4 separate regions of the Gossypium hirsutum genome follow, and all the other regions are linked to region 1. The links are chromatin contacts, called in public Hi-C maps. All regions are on one chromosome and are shown on one strand. The core of a region is the stretch at or near the end of the contact, and the rest is flanking DNA. Distances in the headings are between cores, read along the strand shown.

Evidence for each region. A called contact is a pair of places that touch in the nucleus more often than the background predicts.
Region 2: a Hi-C map of leaf shows a contact between it and region 1, with 3 times the contacts expected there. The contact joins the promoter of LOC107890024 here to the promoter of LOC107890314 in region 1. A contact is called at or near these places in 2 of 34 Hi-C or Micro-C datasets (both in leaf).
Region 3: a contact with region 1 is called in a Hi-C map of leaf, with 2.6 times the contacts expected there. The contact joins the promoter of LOC107946690 here to the promoter of LOC107890314 in region 1. A contact is called at or near these places in 5 of 34 Hi-C or Micro-C datasets (all in leaf).
Region 4: a Hi-C map of hypocotyl shows a contact between it and region 1, with 4 times the contacts expected there. The contact joins the promoter of LOC107956832 here to the promoter of LOC107890314 in region 1. A contact is called at or near these places in 6 of 34 Hi-C or Micro-C datasets (hypocotyl and leaf).

What each region holds. Positions count from the first base shown.
Region 1 is chrA11:89,078,006-89,081,608 of Gossypium_hirsutum_v2.1, forward strand. It overlaps LOC107890314 (protein GrpE), which reads right to left and starts at 1,741. Exons shown (of 3, transcript XM_016814784.2): 1 at 1,166-1,741. The coding sequence starts at 1,417. It also overlaps the pseudogene LOC107890325.
Region 2 is chrA11:88,293,069-88,296,671 of Gossypium_hirsutum_v2.1, forward strand. LOC107890024 (ELMO domain-containing protein A) reads right to left here and starts at 1,851. Exons shown (of 10, transcript XM_016814547.2): 1 at 1,587-1,851; 2 at 1,084-1,274; 3 at 881-986. The coding sequence starts at 1,224.
Region 3 is chrA11:89,709,911-89,713,513 of Gossypium_hirsutum_v2.1, forward strand. LOC107946690 reads left to right here and starts at 1,814. Exons shown (of 3, transcript XM_016881120.2): 1 at 1,814-2,167; 2 at 3,505-3,603. The coding sequence starts at 3,553.
Region 4 is chrA11:89,595,804-89,599,406 of Gossypium_hirsutum_v2.1, forward strand. LOC107956832 (tRNA (guanine-N(7)-)-methyltransferase) reads left to right here and starts at 1,828. Exons shown (of 8, transcript XM_016892339.2): 1 at 1,828-2,328; 2 at 2,453-2,509; 3 at 2,655-2,730; 4 at 3,583-3,603. The coding sequence starts at 2,095. It overlaps LOC107891034, which reads right to left and starts at 1,794. Exons shown (of 7, transcript XM_041081970.1): 1 at 1,602-1,794; 2 at 1,332-1,504; 3 at 1,181-1,233; 4 at 981-1,095; 5 at 554-676; 6 at 1-109. The coding sequence starts at 1,706.

The sequences.
Region 1 (3,603 bases), core at 491-2,990:
CCAGGAAAAGAAAGAAAACCCGAAGGATAGAAGATCAATTAACACTTCCTAACATAGAAACCTATAGTTGCAAGACATAAAGATATTGTAACAGCAAAGTAATATGGTTACAAGGGGGACAGAATAAACAGCTTATCATCAAAGCGTTCAAAGTAATAAGTGTTTTCTAAAGGTATGCATAGGCAACATAGGAATAGGAAATTAATATATCAAAGTTCAGTTGTGACATTATGGCACAAACAACTGAAGATAGGTTACATTCATCTCCAGAAAGGAGCCAACCACCAAATTTGGCTATAAATTTCTATCACACCACGTTTCACTTTCAAGATGAATAGCATTGAACCAAGTATAAAGTTGGCCACTGTAAATTCAGGATATAACATGCCTAGAAGCCTAGAAACTACACAATAATTGTTACAAAGACCAATGCACTTAAAACTCAAGTCCTGATTCCCTTCAACCAAATCTTCATCAGTTTCAGCTTGACCTCACCCCCATGGCCTAAAAGAGAACAATCTCCTAGTTCATTGCTAGGTTTCACTGATTCCTTTCAATCCACACAAATTGCTCATTTGCTCCTTCATGTGAATTTTAAAATAATTTGATTGGATTCCATTAAAAATCCCTCTAAACACTCCTAAATCCTAATCATAGAAAAGCTATGATAGCCAAGAAATATCAAAAAGCTTCCGTGCATTAAACTATTTAGTAAATGGTAATCGGAAAATGCTAAAGTGAACGACATTAGCCAATACCGTGTCGAGTAGCCACAAAAAGAAAAAAAAAATGTTGATTGCCCCAACATTCGATAAACTATGTCTTATATCTATTTGAACATGGTGTGGGACAATAAACGTAGGACAACTTAACAATGCTCATGATAACTACTAAATGTAGGAAAAGTGGCTGTCTATAGTTGGTGAAGCATATCCAATCGATAAAGCTACAAAGAACTGAAGATTTTCGATAAGAAAATTCCTCGATACAGCTAAATTATATACATTAGCAAGTTACCATCTTTTTGCTCATTTCTAGCAAGCTTCAACGTTAAGTTCAAATATCCATACATGATATTACCAATTTTTCAAGAAATATAACATAAACGTATAAACTAGGCCAAGAAATTCACACCCAGAAAAAAATGGGAGCCATTGTAAGTTACCTCAATTTGGGGTTCTTGAACTTGTTGTTGGGTATGAATAGTGTCAGTTTCACCTCCAGTGGAAGCAAAAGGAACCAAGTTGAGGAAGCGAAGAGAGGGAGTGAAGCTGAAGCGGAGGGGACGGCTTGAAGGAGGAAGTCTTTGTTTGAAGCAGACATGGAAGGGCTTCGAAGAGTTTAAAGAAAAGGTTGTAGCAGGTGGAGTTAGAGGAGGAGGGGACTTAAACGGCAGCGTCTTAATGAGAGTAGCCATGGGAGAAGAAACTATCTTGAGAATGCGAAGAGGTACAAAGAGAGAGGGAGATGTAGGAAGAGGCAGAATAGGGTGGGTGACAGACAGACAGATAAAAGAGAAAAGCTGAGGTTTTATTTCGGCCGTTGGATGATTGTTTGTTAAGCCGATCCTAGCGACCGTTGCTTAATTGATTGATAATAACTATATTAAAAAAGTTATTCAAAATTATATTTAAATACATAAATAAATCTTCACCACATCCTCTGACTAAATTTTTTGAAATATATTTCCAATATAAAATTTCTTCTTCCACCTGTATCTGGTGGAAGGAGCAATATATCCATTCCATCCAATATGCGTTATAAAATTATTTAAATTTTAAATTTTCATATTTTTAATAATATTTTTGATTAAAAAAAAAATGAAAGGCACGGAGCGTTCTTGTCCCAATCACAGACAACTGAGTATAAAACAATCAACATTTCCTTTTTCTTTTGGAAAAACAATAAAAATTCCCCCAAAAATCAAACCTCTAAAATTTCCAGTTTCCCCCGATGCATGCTGCAAAATAAAGTATCGGGGATGCTGCATATTTTATGTTCAGCCGTATATCTCTTAGAAGAGCAAGGGGAATAGTCACTGTTACCGGTGATATCGGTGATGGTTACCTTGGTTTCGACCAAAAAAATATTCATGCTGGGTTTTTATTATTGTTTTTTTGAAGCTTTTTAGGGTTTGTTTGAGGTTTTTTTTAAATTTTGGAAGATCATTATTTTCTTATATTGAGAAATGGGAAGTAGAAAAGAAGAAGAAAGAAACGAAAAGATAATAAGAGGTCTCATGAAGCTGCCTCCTAATCGTCGTTGCATTAACTGTAACAGCGTGGTAATTTTTTTCAAGCTTTTCTTTTAAATTTTATTTTATGAGGTGGTGAGGTGGGGTCGGGGGGAGGTTTCATAGTTAAGGTGTGCTAGGGATGCTGGCAAAGCGTGGGAAAAATGAAAAAAAGAGATGGGTTCTGAAATTTGTTCTTTTTTGTTACTTAAAGTCTCTTGGAAGAGTTAGTTTTTAGTTGATGAGTTAAGCAGAATGGATAGAGATTTCTGGTTATGTAAATGGTTTTAGAAATGTGTTTTTTTTTTGGGGGGGGGTTAATTTTGTAAGAAATGACTTTAGCTGATTGTTGTGAGTCAAGTTCTGTTTGGAGTCTGGGAAAGTAAAAAAAAAAAAAAGGAAAAAAAGAAAAAAAACGAAGGTGGATTTGAGGTTATAGAAAATGTTTCTTAAAATGAGTTTCTCGAATTTCATGAATACAACGCAACTATTAGTAATGAATGTCAAGATGGTAAATAAGATGTTTTAAAAAGGGTGTTGAAATTTGCTTTTTCGTTTCATTTTATAATTAACTTAGACTAACAGATTTCAACTTCCAAGTTTTTACCCTTTTTTTCCTGCTCAAATCAGGCTAACCCGGTTCTTCAGGATTACTTGAATGGATTAAATTAACTTTATTCGAGCATCCAGTGTTGAACTTTTTTATTTTTTTTCCATTTTAATGTCCTCCATTTATCTGATATTAATTTTTGGTTCTATCATTTCAGGGTCCTCAGTATGTTTGCACAAACTTTTGGACTTTCGTTTGCATGGCTTGCAGTGGGATCCAGTGAGTATTTTCTTTTAGTTTCTCAAGCATCCACAATTTTCCCATATAAATAATAGTCACTTTTGTGAAGCTTTACGTATTTGGTAGTATGTAACTTTATCAGTTGTATACATCAATAAATTATGATTTTTGCAATTTAAACGTTTTTGTAACTTTTGTCGTTTCTCATTTTTATGATGTTAAGCTCCTTAACTTAAAGATTTATCTCATCATTTGTTCAAATTTGGTTGATGGTTGCATCTTTGTCTTTATCCTTAACTCCAACAGAATCATGCTAAGTAAAGTCTTTCGAATCTTTATCCTTTTTTGCCCCATCTTTGTGGTAATTTGTGTTTATGTTAAATTGTATTGCAGTCGTGAGTTTACTCATCGTGTAAAGTCTGTATCAATGTCAAAGTTCATTTCACAAGAAGTTGAAGCTCTTCAGAATGGTGGTAATCAGGTTTGAACTAGTGTTTCATTTGTTGTTATCCATGGAAAAGTGGGATGCTTACTGTGATGGTTATAAGATGGTCTTCATTTTACAATTTTCAGCATGCAA
Region 2 (3,603 bases), core at 601-3,100, 780 kb before region 1:
TCCAAACTGCTATAAGACTCCCCCCACTTACCAAAAAATAAACGAAAGAGGAAGAAGCCAAAGAAAGCAGAGAATGTAATAACTAAAGAGCGATACATCATTAAATCACAGTTACAAACCAAGTAATCAAAGAAAACAAGCAATTTATTTCTTTTGGCTTAAGATAACAGGCAATTCAACTTACAAAACATAATCAAAGAAAAGATACAGTTTTCATTATATGGTATCAAACTATAACCTTCTCTATAAACTGTATAATATCTTTGAGGATGCATTTACTTACAAAATGCCCCCAAATAGGGTCATTTTTAGTTCACACGGAGAACCAAACAAGAGAAGAACTAGAATAAATTGCTTTTAGAACTCATTGTTTCACCATTTCTACTCTTACAACATTTCCCCTCTGAGTATACAATTCTCTTTCTATGAATTACCCTCCATTATTCATGAACGAACGTGAAGTTATAAAATCATGTGATGAGCAGAGAACACCAATTACAAAACAGGTGGCGCACTTCTGTTTCTACAAACTACATTGATAGAGAGATTCCCGCAACTGTGCTTTCTATTAGGGAAACTTTGGCAAATGCTTAGGAGATATGAGGGGAGTACTCAGAAAACTAATGCAAAAAGTTTCCCATGTTGCATAAGTATATTTAAATATAGACACTAGTGTATGCAATTTACGCGCATAACAATCTAATATACCAATATGCTCAACAGATTAGTAACTGGCTAACTTAATGGTTTAACTTTTGAAGTCAACAACCAGCAACCAAAAGAAGCAATATAATACAAGTAGATTGAAACTGCAATTATAGACATTGCAAACAGTAAAATCTCATATCCAAAAACAGAAACGACACTGATAATATCTCGCCTATCCATTGTGCCCATTGCACAATCAAGTTAGTGAACAAAAGCGCAGCCCAATGTAAATGCTCCTTCCTTTGCCCTTCAACCCAAATACACTCTAGCGTTTTCCCCTGTAACATAACGGAGAAGGTAACTTTAATGTTAGCAGTACTCTTTCTCCCCTTTCTTGCAATAAAGCATACTTAAAATAAGCAATGGCATAATCACCTCAGAATGCCTGCCACTGTAATCACGATTCCCTAACAAAGGTTCATCTAAACCATGTAATCCCGTCATCATATAATTTCCATTGCTCATCCTGCCAACGTCCCCATGATCAAGCCGCCTTCGCAAGGCACCAGGTCTCATTAATTACAGCTCAAGATTTGCACCAATTCTTCCTTAAACCCTAACAAATTCTTTTTATTTTTTGGAAAAAAAAAGGAACAGAATATATATCAAAACCCCCCAAACTGCTAAAATAGATTAAACAAGCAACTATGCAAATTTTGAATTAGCACTGAAAATGGTTGGCAACACGATACTCTTCCAAATTTAAAATTAGCCGCCAATTTGGAACTCAAAAGTGCTATATTACAAAAATTAAGCAAGCAATCAGAAATTCAGATGACGAAGAAAAAATCCAATTTCGGCATCAAATTCTATTGAAAATTTCAAATTAGGTTTAAAATTTGCATCCAAAACGGATAAAAAAAGAAAAGAAAACTTACAGGAATGCTGAAATCGAATTTGGAGAAGGCCTTAACGTAGAGTAAGAGGAAACCCAGAAGTGTAAGGAAAGCTGGTAAACCCCCAAAGAAAGAACGAAAGAAACAATAAAAGGTAGGTTAGTAAATAAGGAAATAACAGAGTTTTAAGAAATTTGAAACTCTATTATTTCAATTCCTCCCCTCCGGTATGTGTCCTTTATATATTGTTGTTAGAGTTCCTTCCTGGTTAGGACGTTGGAGTTGGAGGGGTAAGAGATTCTTCTAAATTCCAATTTTAATTAATAATGATTATTCTCGTACTAGTTGTTGAGGCCAGCTGTGGATCCGCTTGTGGGCTTGTGATCTGTAAAACAAAGTAAATTACGAGGCCCAGAATTTCAACTTTGAGAGCCTCTCAATGCTTAAGTTAGTGTATGAATAACAAAAGATAAGCAAGGTAAGAGATGATAATGGTGGAATAAAGAGATCATATTTGAGGTCAACTCGAGCTTTTAGTATATGTTATTGAGGTTCTAAGTTGTCCGTTGTCTGTCTACCTTTATTTTACATCTATTTTGTTAATTCATTGATTGATGTAATGTCTTTTATTTGTTAAGGATGTTAGTAACTCATGTTTTGTACATAGTGTATGAATTATGTTGAAGCTTTTTTTCTTATTAGAAAATCGGTTTTTTATTTGTCATGTGATCCTATTAGTTTAACAAATAAGCTCTAGATTTTAATGAGTTTGAGCTCGATTTAAGTTTTTCGATTATTTAAATATTGAACTTTTTGTTAGTTAGTTTGTGCTTCATGAACTTATTCTATCTTCCTAATATTTAAGGGAATTTGGGGCTGACATAAGCATCCTGTATGTAAAGTTCAATACCCTGATAAGGGATGAAGATTTGAGCAAAAAAAAATGAAGGAATAAGGAAGAAACAGAGAGAACGAGAGAACAAGAATTCAGAAAGAAGAAATGAAAAAGGAAACCATCTGTAATTTCATAACTGCCTCACCCTTCTCTGATTGGTCCATAAAAAGAGTGAGTAACGGACAAATTTAACAATCGAGTAGTAACAGAAATAAGCTCAATACACACTGTTTAACTTGTATGGCTACTTACTCTAAACTCACCATTTTAAGTACTGACCTAATTCCCCCCTTACACGCACCATTTTCATTGGAATACTAAATTCCTAAAACACAGTGTTTTGCTACAATACTAAAATTAATAGAATTAAAAAAAAGTTAACCGTTATTACTAATTATTCCATATCAAGTAGTCCTCTCCCGAAGATGATCCTTGCCCTCAATGATGAAATAGTGGAAATTTCTACTGAAACTCACTCAAACGCTCCCACATGGAATATTCAGGAAAAGTGTTGGTCCATTCTACTAGCACCTTAGTAGCTACCTGATTTCCTTGTTTCACCATCCTTCTATCAAGAATGCGAATTGGTAGCTTGACATGGTTGCCTTTAGAACCTACAGAGGGCAAAGTAGTAGAACTAGGAGCTGAGCCAATGTGTTTCTTGAGTTGAGACACGTGAAAGGTAGAGTGAATACAGGCATCAGTTGGTAGAGCCAGTTTGTATGTGACTTTGCCCCTCTTAGCTTCGACTAGATAGGGTCCAAAATAGTGAGTAGAAAACTTCTTATTACCCCATTTCCTGATGGAGTGTTGCCTATAGGGTTGAAGTTTCAAATAGACCAAGTCACCTACTTGAAATTCCCTCTCAGAGAGCCTCTTATTAGGCATTTGTTTCATTCTCTCCAGTACCCTTTTTAGATGGAATCGCATCATGTTCCTAGTTTCCTCCCTCTGCTGTAAACCACGATCCACTATTACAACTAGAGAGGATCCTGCCAAATAGGGTATATGATAAGGAGGTTCTTAGTAATACAAGGCCTCATATAGAGTAACCTATATGGCAGGATGATAAGTAGTATTATACCACCATTTTGCTAGGGGCAACCATAAGACCCAATCTAAAGGCATTTCCCTTGACATGCATCTCAAATACCTTTTTAAGCA
Region 3 (3,603 bases), core at 564-3,063, 630 kb after region 1:
AAATTTTGCTATGTGGTTCTAATGCATGTTTAATTCTCGTTTTAAGCTCGCTTGATGAATGTTTAGCATGTTTTAATGATGACTAGAGTATGTATGAATTATAATTATTCAAAACCTAAAATAGAAGATGTTTGCTAAATAATAAGACCATCTGTAATGCATATGATGTGTGACAATGGTGTGACATCCTGATATTCAGGCTCGGCGATTGGGCCAGGTATAAGGTGTTACACTTGGACCCATGGTTGTAAAGAGAGCAAACTATCATAGCTAAGTGAAAAAGATAAAGATTTGAAAGGGATAATACCTTCTGGACTTATGCTTGGTTCCCAAGCTTGCTTCTTATTGGTTTTCGGTGTAAGGAGTGGTCCAACATTTAGGGGCGAAGCTATAATTTTTTTGGGGAGGCAAAGTTGAATTATAAATTTTATGAGAGCTAAAATGTAAATTTATCATTGTATAACTTATAATTTTACTATTTTTACAAGGACTAAATCAAAAGGCCAAAGTCTATTCTTGCTCTACCCTTACCTACACAGTACTAAATAGAATTGATAGATATTTATCTTTATTCATATTATGGTCTAACAATTTTAAAATTAAATATAAATAAATTAAATTACAGAAAACAGTTTAAGAGTTTTTATGACGTATGAAATAGGTTTATTTAGTAAAGAAACACAAGGAGTCTTGAATGAATTTTATTTTATATTAATTCATGTCGGTTGATTTGAATTATTATTTTGTAAGCAGAATTTTTAAATTTAATTGTTTTTAAAGGGAATTTAATTAAAAACTATACTAATAGTAATATAAAGTATACTTTCAATATATAAATGAACAATAATCAATTCGTATTGTCAAGAAAATTTGAAGTCACTACGCCATTGCAAATATTAAAATAAAAAAGCTAAACTATATCATTAATCATAATTCTTATTCCCCTTATTTAATTAAAAATTTTATAATTTAATTATTTTTATTTAAGTCATTAAATTATTTAAAAATTCTTATTTAAATGATTTAATAGTTAAGTTTTTTTTAAATTTAGCTAATAAGGTCTAAGAAATCATTCGACAATCAATACGATCGATCAATATCCATCGATGAGTAGAAGAAAATACTTTAGATCCAAGTCAGTTTGACGACTAATATCGAAGATAGAAAAAGAAAATTGTTTGAACCTTAATTTGCAGATTCGTAATGTCCAAAGTAGTTTAATGAAAAAAATTGAATTGATACACATAGTGCGAACATAAAAAATCATATAGCAATAATTTTAATAGTCGAATGACTTAAACGAAAACTTTTAAATAATTTAATGATCAAAACAAAAATTTATCCATAATTTATCCATAATTTAATTAAATAAGAAATTCTTTTTTATCTTAAAATATTTTGAAATTGAGATAAGAAAATTTGGAAATTGTACGTCTTCTTTTTGTAAATATAATATAGGGTAGTTTCCGGAAAATAAAATAAAAAAAATTAAAATATAAAAGTATATAAAAAAATTGAGAAGCATATGTGTCCGAAAACGATACCTTCTTTGCTTAGCAAATCGACCAAACCCTTGCGTTGGTTACAGCTGTATTCACGTCCTCTCTCTCCTCCAATTATTTTATTTTATTTTATTTTTAAGTACAATCTCAATATTTTTGTATTTAGTATTGTATTTTATTAAAATAATTTTCTCATCTATTCCGCCATTGATTTAGTACTTGTAGGAAAAAGACAAATTCTTTACTTTCTGCCTCCATTTCGTGACAATTATGCAAAAATAATATTTTAATTACTATAATATTTACATACTCACATTCGAGAAAAAAATGAACCCAAGAAAGAAGGGCTTATAAAGTAATAAAACTAAAGAAAAATTAAAAGGAAAAATAGAGTTTCCTCGTGATCTGTGAAAAACCAGAGTCTTACGTGAAAACCCAGATTGCCTTAAAGCCCTTTAAAAGCCTTTTTCTTCCATCTTCTTCTTTTTCGTCGTTGAACAAGACTGATTAAAAGTTTACATTCCTTAAAAAGAACCTTTTTTTTTTTGGAGTAGAAAGAACATAAAGAGAGAGGATTTTGGGGGGAAATAATGTTTTGATATGTTTTCTTTTCTGGGAAATTTGTTTCCTTCAGCTTTTTTATGAAGAAAAAGCTTCATTCAGAGGTGGGTTCTTTTTATTTTTATTTTCTTTTGTTCTTCTACTTAACTTCAATATGAATTTTGGTTTTTGAGGGTGATTATGTGTGTTGGGTTGTTCAAGTGAATTTGACTTTTGTAAGTTGATTGGCTGTAGACTTTTAGCTGGTTTTTTAGTTGAGTTTTAAATTTTTTTTTGGGGGGGGGGGTATGATTGCAAGTAACCAACATATGTTTGTTAAAATTCAATATAGGTATTCCATTTATTGGTGGTTTTTCCATTGGAGTTCTAGTTGCAAGGCTTTTGTTTTGGTTGGTTGATGGAAAAGTATGCTAAAAGATAAGAAATTTGAATTCTAAGCAACATGTTTGTTGTTTTCAGTTGGGATCTTATTGAACTCTATAGTCTTTCACATGGAAGCTTAATTATGGTAACTTTTTTGATTTAGCTAAGGTCAGTTGGTTGTTTTAAGAGAAACTTGAAGGAACCAGATTGTATAGCTACTTGATGAATATTTAGAGAAGATGTTGATGGCTTCTTTTAATTTATGTGATCATTTTCATGATGAATGAAAAGTTTGTTAGGAAAACTGATGATAGATGGTTGGCATCTTTTCTGTTAGTTAGGAAAATCTATCATAGATGGCTGACAGCTTTTCTTGACTGTTTCTAGGCATATATATAATTTTTCTTGACTGGTCTTAGTTACAGAAATCTCTTGAATTCAGTTCTTTAGGTGATTACGCGTTCAACTTTTGCGTCTACGTTCTCTGTGGCTTGGATGAAAGAAGCACCGTTTACAATGCAAAGATTTCATATCAATTTTAAATTGACGGTTCACCTTGTTTCCTGTTTCTTAGTCTTCTGTGAGCTTGTTTGTTCTATTTCAATCATCTTTGAAGACTGTAAAGTTTTTAACTTAGAGGAGAACAATCTGAAAATTAAAAGAAGCATAAACTCTTTAGGCGACTTGCTTAGCTTGGAAGCAACAGCTGATATGGTTTAGCTTAATCCCTTATGGACATTTACATTAATTTGTAGGAGACCCTCGGGCTTAATTTTTGCATAGATTTTCAAATTGGTGAGACAAACAGGAGAACTGATAAACTGAGGTTTATGATAAGATCTTCATATCGTACTACTACTGATCATGGCCTCGAATACATCTGGGAATAAACTGATTTATTCATTTTTCGCTGCTGAAAAATCGTAGTAAATATTATTCACCTTTCTAGTGTGAAAATGATCTTAATTGAAATGATCTTATATGTAAATGAAAATTATCTTATTTCAAGCAATCAACATGTGAAGATCTTAATTTTTTTTTTGTGATCTAATTATATTATTGACTGCTGAAATGACAGGGTTGAGTTGCCATAACCAAAAGCTGTTTATACAATGGGGAAATATTTATGACAAAAATGGATCCTCAGGCTTTCATCAGGTTGTCAATAGGCTCTTTG
Region 4 (3,603 bases), core at 578-3,077, 520 kb after region 1:
CATATTTTTCACAACAGCAACATCTGATTCTTGTTGGTCATCATCAATGGTGGCCATAGACTCAACTGCCACTTTTGAGTCGTTAACAAAACGAGCCCCCTGAAGATACCTGCACTTGAATGTGACAATTAAATAAGAACAATACCCCAGACAGGCAATTTTCTGCTTCATTAATCCCTGTCTTATCCAAAGTTCTCATATTAAGCAACTGAGTAATGTGTCAGGTTTTATGTGAATCATCAACTTTAAGGGATCCAAATCCATAAAATAATGTCATATATTTCAATTTAGATTCTGCACAAGTTTTGCAGAAGAATGATAGGTTGTCCCCTATAATATGTTGGAAGAGTTGACTGTTCAGGTATTTGGAAGGTTTTTTGAGTATCATCTTCCCATACGTTATTGTCCGCGTATGTGTCAGACAAGAAATTCAAGAAAAATTAGGAGTTGGAGCAACACGTGAACGAGTAAAATGAAAAAGGTATTTGGCAACTTGAATAGAGTGAAGTAGAACTAATGCAGAAACAGGAACAGGATCTGAGTTTGATTTTACCTCCCTGCAATGCATACATATTTCAACTCAGGAGTATAAACAGCTTTTTTGCAGTGTTGTTGAACATAATATAGTAGGCCCCTTGTTTGATCAATGACCCCTGGCAAACCTTTCGGAGGAGGCCTGCAAAATAGACCAAAATACATAGATAAGGCTTTTAAGCACTCTTCTCCCCTTCAGTCATTTGGAGGTTGAATGATTACAAAAGAAAGGAAAAGCCAGTGCTTGCAAATGGGATTACAGCAGTTGACCATCCAATCACCCTCTACTTCTCACTTTTCCAATACGATACATATTTTTAGGGTTATGATCCGCCAAATATACGAAAAGAAACTAAAAAAAATTACTAAAATCATTTGAACAAACAGAAGCTTCCGAGAGAAAAATAGTTGAGTATTGAAATAAAAGACCTACAAGTGGGGAGTACCAAGAGTGAGAAGCAAGGAGATGTGGGAGAGTCCAAATTCTTCCATGTAAAGACGAGCTAGCCACCCTCCAGCTGAGTGACCAATCACTGACAATTTCCCACCTACAATCACATGCTTTTATAGGTTTAGACGCATATTTGTATATAATATTTGCATTCGAGTCAGAACATTACTGAAAGGTAATGGCAAAGATTGATACCTTGTGCCAATTCCTTTGCTTCTTGAACTGCATCATCAACCCTCTTCAAATACCTGCTTTCACGCAATATCTAATCATTAACCAAATTTCTATGTTACAACTTGCATACGTTCTGCATTGTTTAAATCGAAAGGGATCTTAAGATAAATACCAGTCAAGAACAGGCCTAGGCTGCAAAGTGCCTTTCCAGTAGTTAGGGTCCACCAAGCCAGCTGCATTCCTCAGCCAATCAATTCTTGAAACATTAGCAACAACGGTGGACACTCCATACTCTTGCAAGGTGAACTCCAACTTCTTATAGTCACCTGTATTATTCCCTAACCCCTGAAATGAGAAAACCCAAAAAGAAAGGGGTCAAATGCAACAAAACATAAACATGTTTAAGCATAAGAAGAAGGTAATAAGCGCATGGAGAATTAACAGGAAGGATGACGGCAGGGCGGTAGTTGGTTGAAGAGGATGAGGAGAAGGTGGAAGTAGAGGAGCACTGGAGTTTGAAATTGAGTGGTGGCAAACCCAAAGCCATGTCTTCCACAAGTTATGGACTTGTTCTCCACTGGCTTGTACTGTTAAATGTGTTTGTGACATTTGCTGTTGTAACAAATACTATGAAGGTCTTCTTTTAACTGATACTTGGCAGGATATCCACCAAAGGTTCTGGATGGTTAAAGGACGTAGAGCATTTTTCATTTGTTTTTCTGGGAGGATTATGGGGTTTGATAATGATATGCCTTTGTCAATTAATTTAGATGTTCTTTTTTCTTTATAACATCAAAGAGGATACAGGCCTCTCTAAGGGGTTGAGCCCTTAAAACATAAGCCTACACCCAATCCAACAAACTTTGGAAGGAGGCCCGACCCTTTAGCACTGTTCGAAAAGTTGGAGGAAATGCCAGTGGAAGAAGGAATGTGAAATGGCTTCATCCCTTTGCTTAAACAGTTGTGCTGCTGTCCCAGGGGCTGCAAAACAAATTCTTTCCTCACTAATACTACTACACAAATTCCCTTCTTCTCTTGGCCACAAATATTGCATTTCCAAAACTTCTGCTTCCCTTTCAGTTCCCATTACAGATAAAAAGGAGATTAGGAGTACTGATCTGGTGGCTCTCGAGTATGCCGACCTTAACCTCACTGACAAGATTTCTCAGGTCCCCTCCATCCTCAACTTTTATCTTTTCATCATAATGGGTCATCAAGTTTTTCTTTTAATCATAATTTTTTCTTCTTTTTATGATAACGGTGGGTTCCCCTCCCCCCTTTATTCGGTTGCAGGAGTTGGGTCATGTAAGAATTAGGCAACATGTCAACCCTCTCAGTTCATCTTTCTCCGTGAGTTATTTATGAACTTTTGGGTTTCTTCTTATTGCTTTCTTGCAATGCAGTAGTGAACAGGTTATTTTCATTATCTCTTGTGTTAGATAAAAGAAGTAATGCTTTTGTCTTACTGGCTTCGTTTTTTCATGCTTCTGGGTAGGTGCCAGCACCTGTACCTAATTGGGATGAAGCCTTCAAGGATCCAACATTGCCACTTATGGTGGATATTGGAAGTGGTAAGTGGTAACCTCTCTATCCATTCAAAATATCTGCTAACTGATGCTATGCTATCCTTTTAATAACTCTTTTAGATCATGGAGAACTATGAAGAAATATTCCATTTATTATCCAATTAATGACGAGAACCCTTTTATCCTATGTTACCCATGTTCTTTCAATGTGATTTAAGGGTCCTTTGAGGGTTATATCTCCATATCCATGTTCGGATATGCATCCGACATAGGTGCTTAAAGAAAAATGATTTGTCAAAACAACATAAATTTTATCTATGCAGAGTCTGGGATAGGAAGTGGCTGTTTCTTTTATCTCCTGATTTTAAATCCTTGAGAACCTGAACCATCACCAAGATACTGGGATCCTTGTATAATAGATGAGCTTTTGCATTTTAATCCTCAAATGTTGATTGACAACATTGAAAAGCTACAGGAATTTTTAACCTGTAAATTGTTTACATTATCCAATAATGTATACCATTATGATATTGAGCAGGTAGGTTAAAGTTGGGGAAGAGTACCCAGTACTGTAGAGGCCTGGTGCCATGTTCCTTTAGCTATTTATTGTTTTCTGACTGGAGTTTTTCGAGCTTCAATATGGTGTCAATGGTTCAAACAGTTGCCTTTCATTCACATTCTTTTTTATCCAGTCGTCTTTGATAAGTATCTTTCTTTGATCGTCTTTGATAAGAATGTTAATGGTTAAAATTTTTTTTCATATCGTTCCTTATGTCTGCTGAAATTGGCTTCACAACTTAGTTATTAGCATTGTTGTCATAGGTATCTTACTTTTTGTTCACGGTAAAGCATGGACAAGTACTGATAAATCTAACAGCAGGAAAAAACATTTCTCAGGAAGTGGCAGATTTCTCTTAT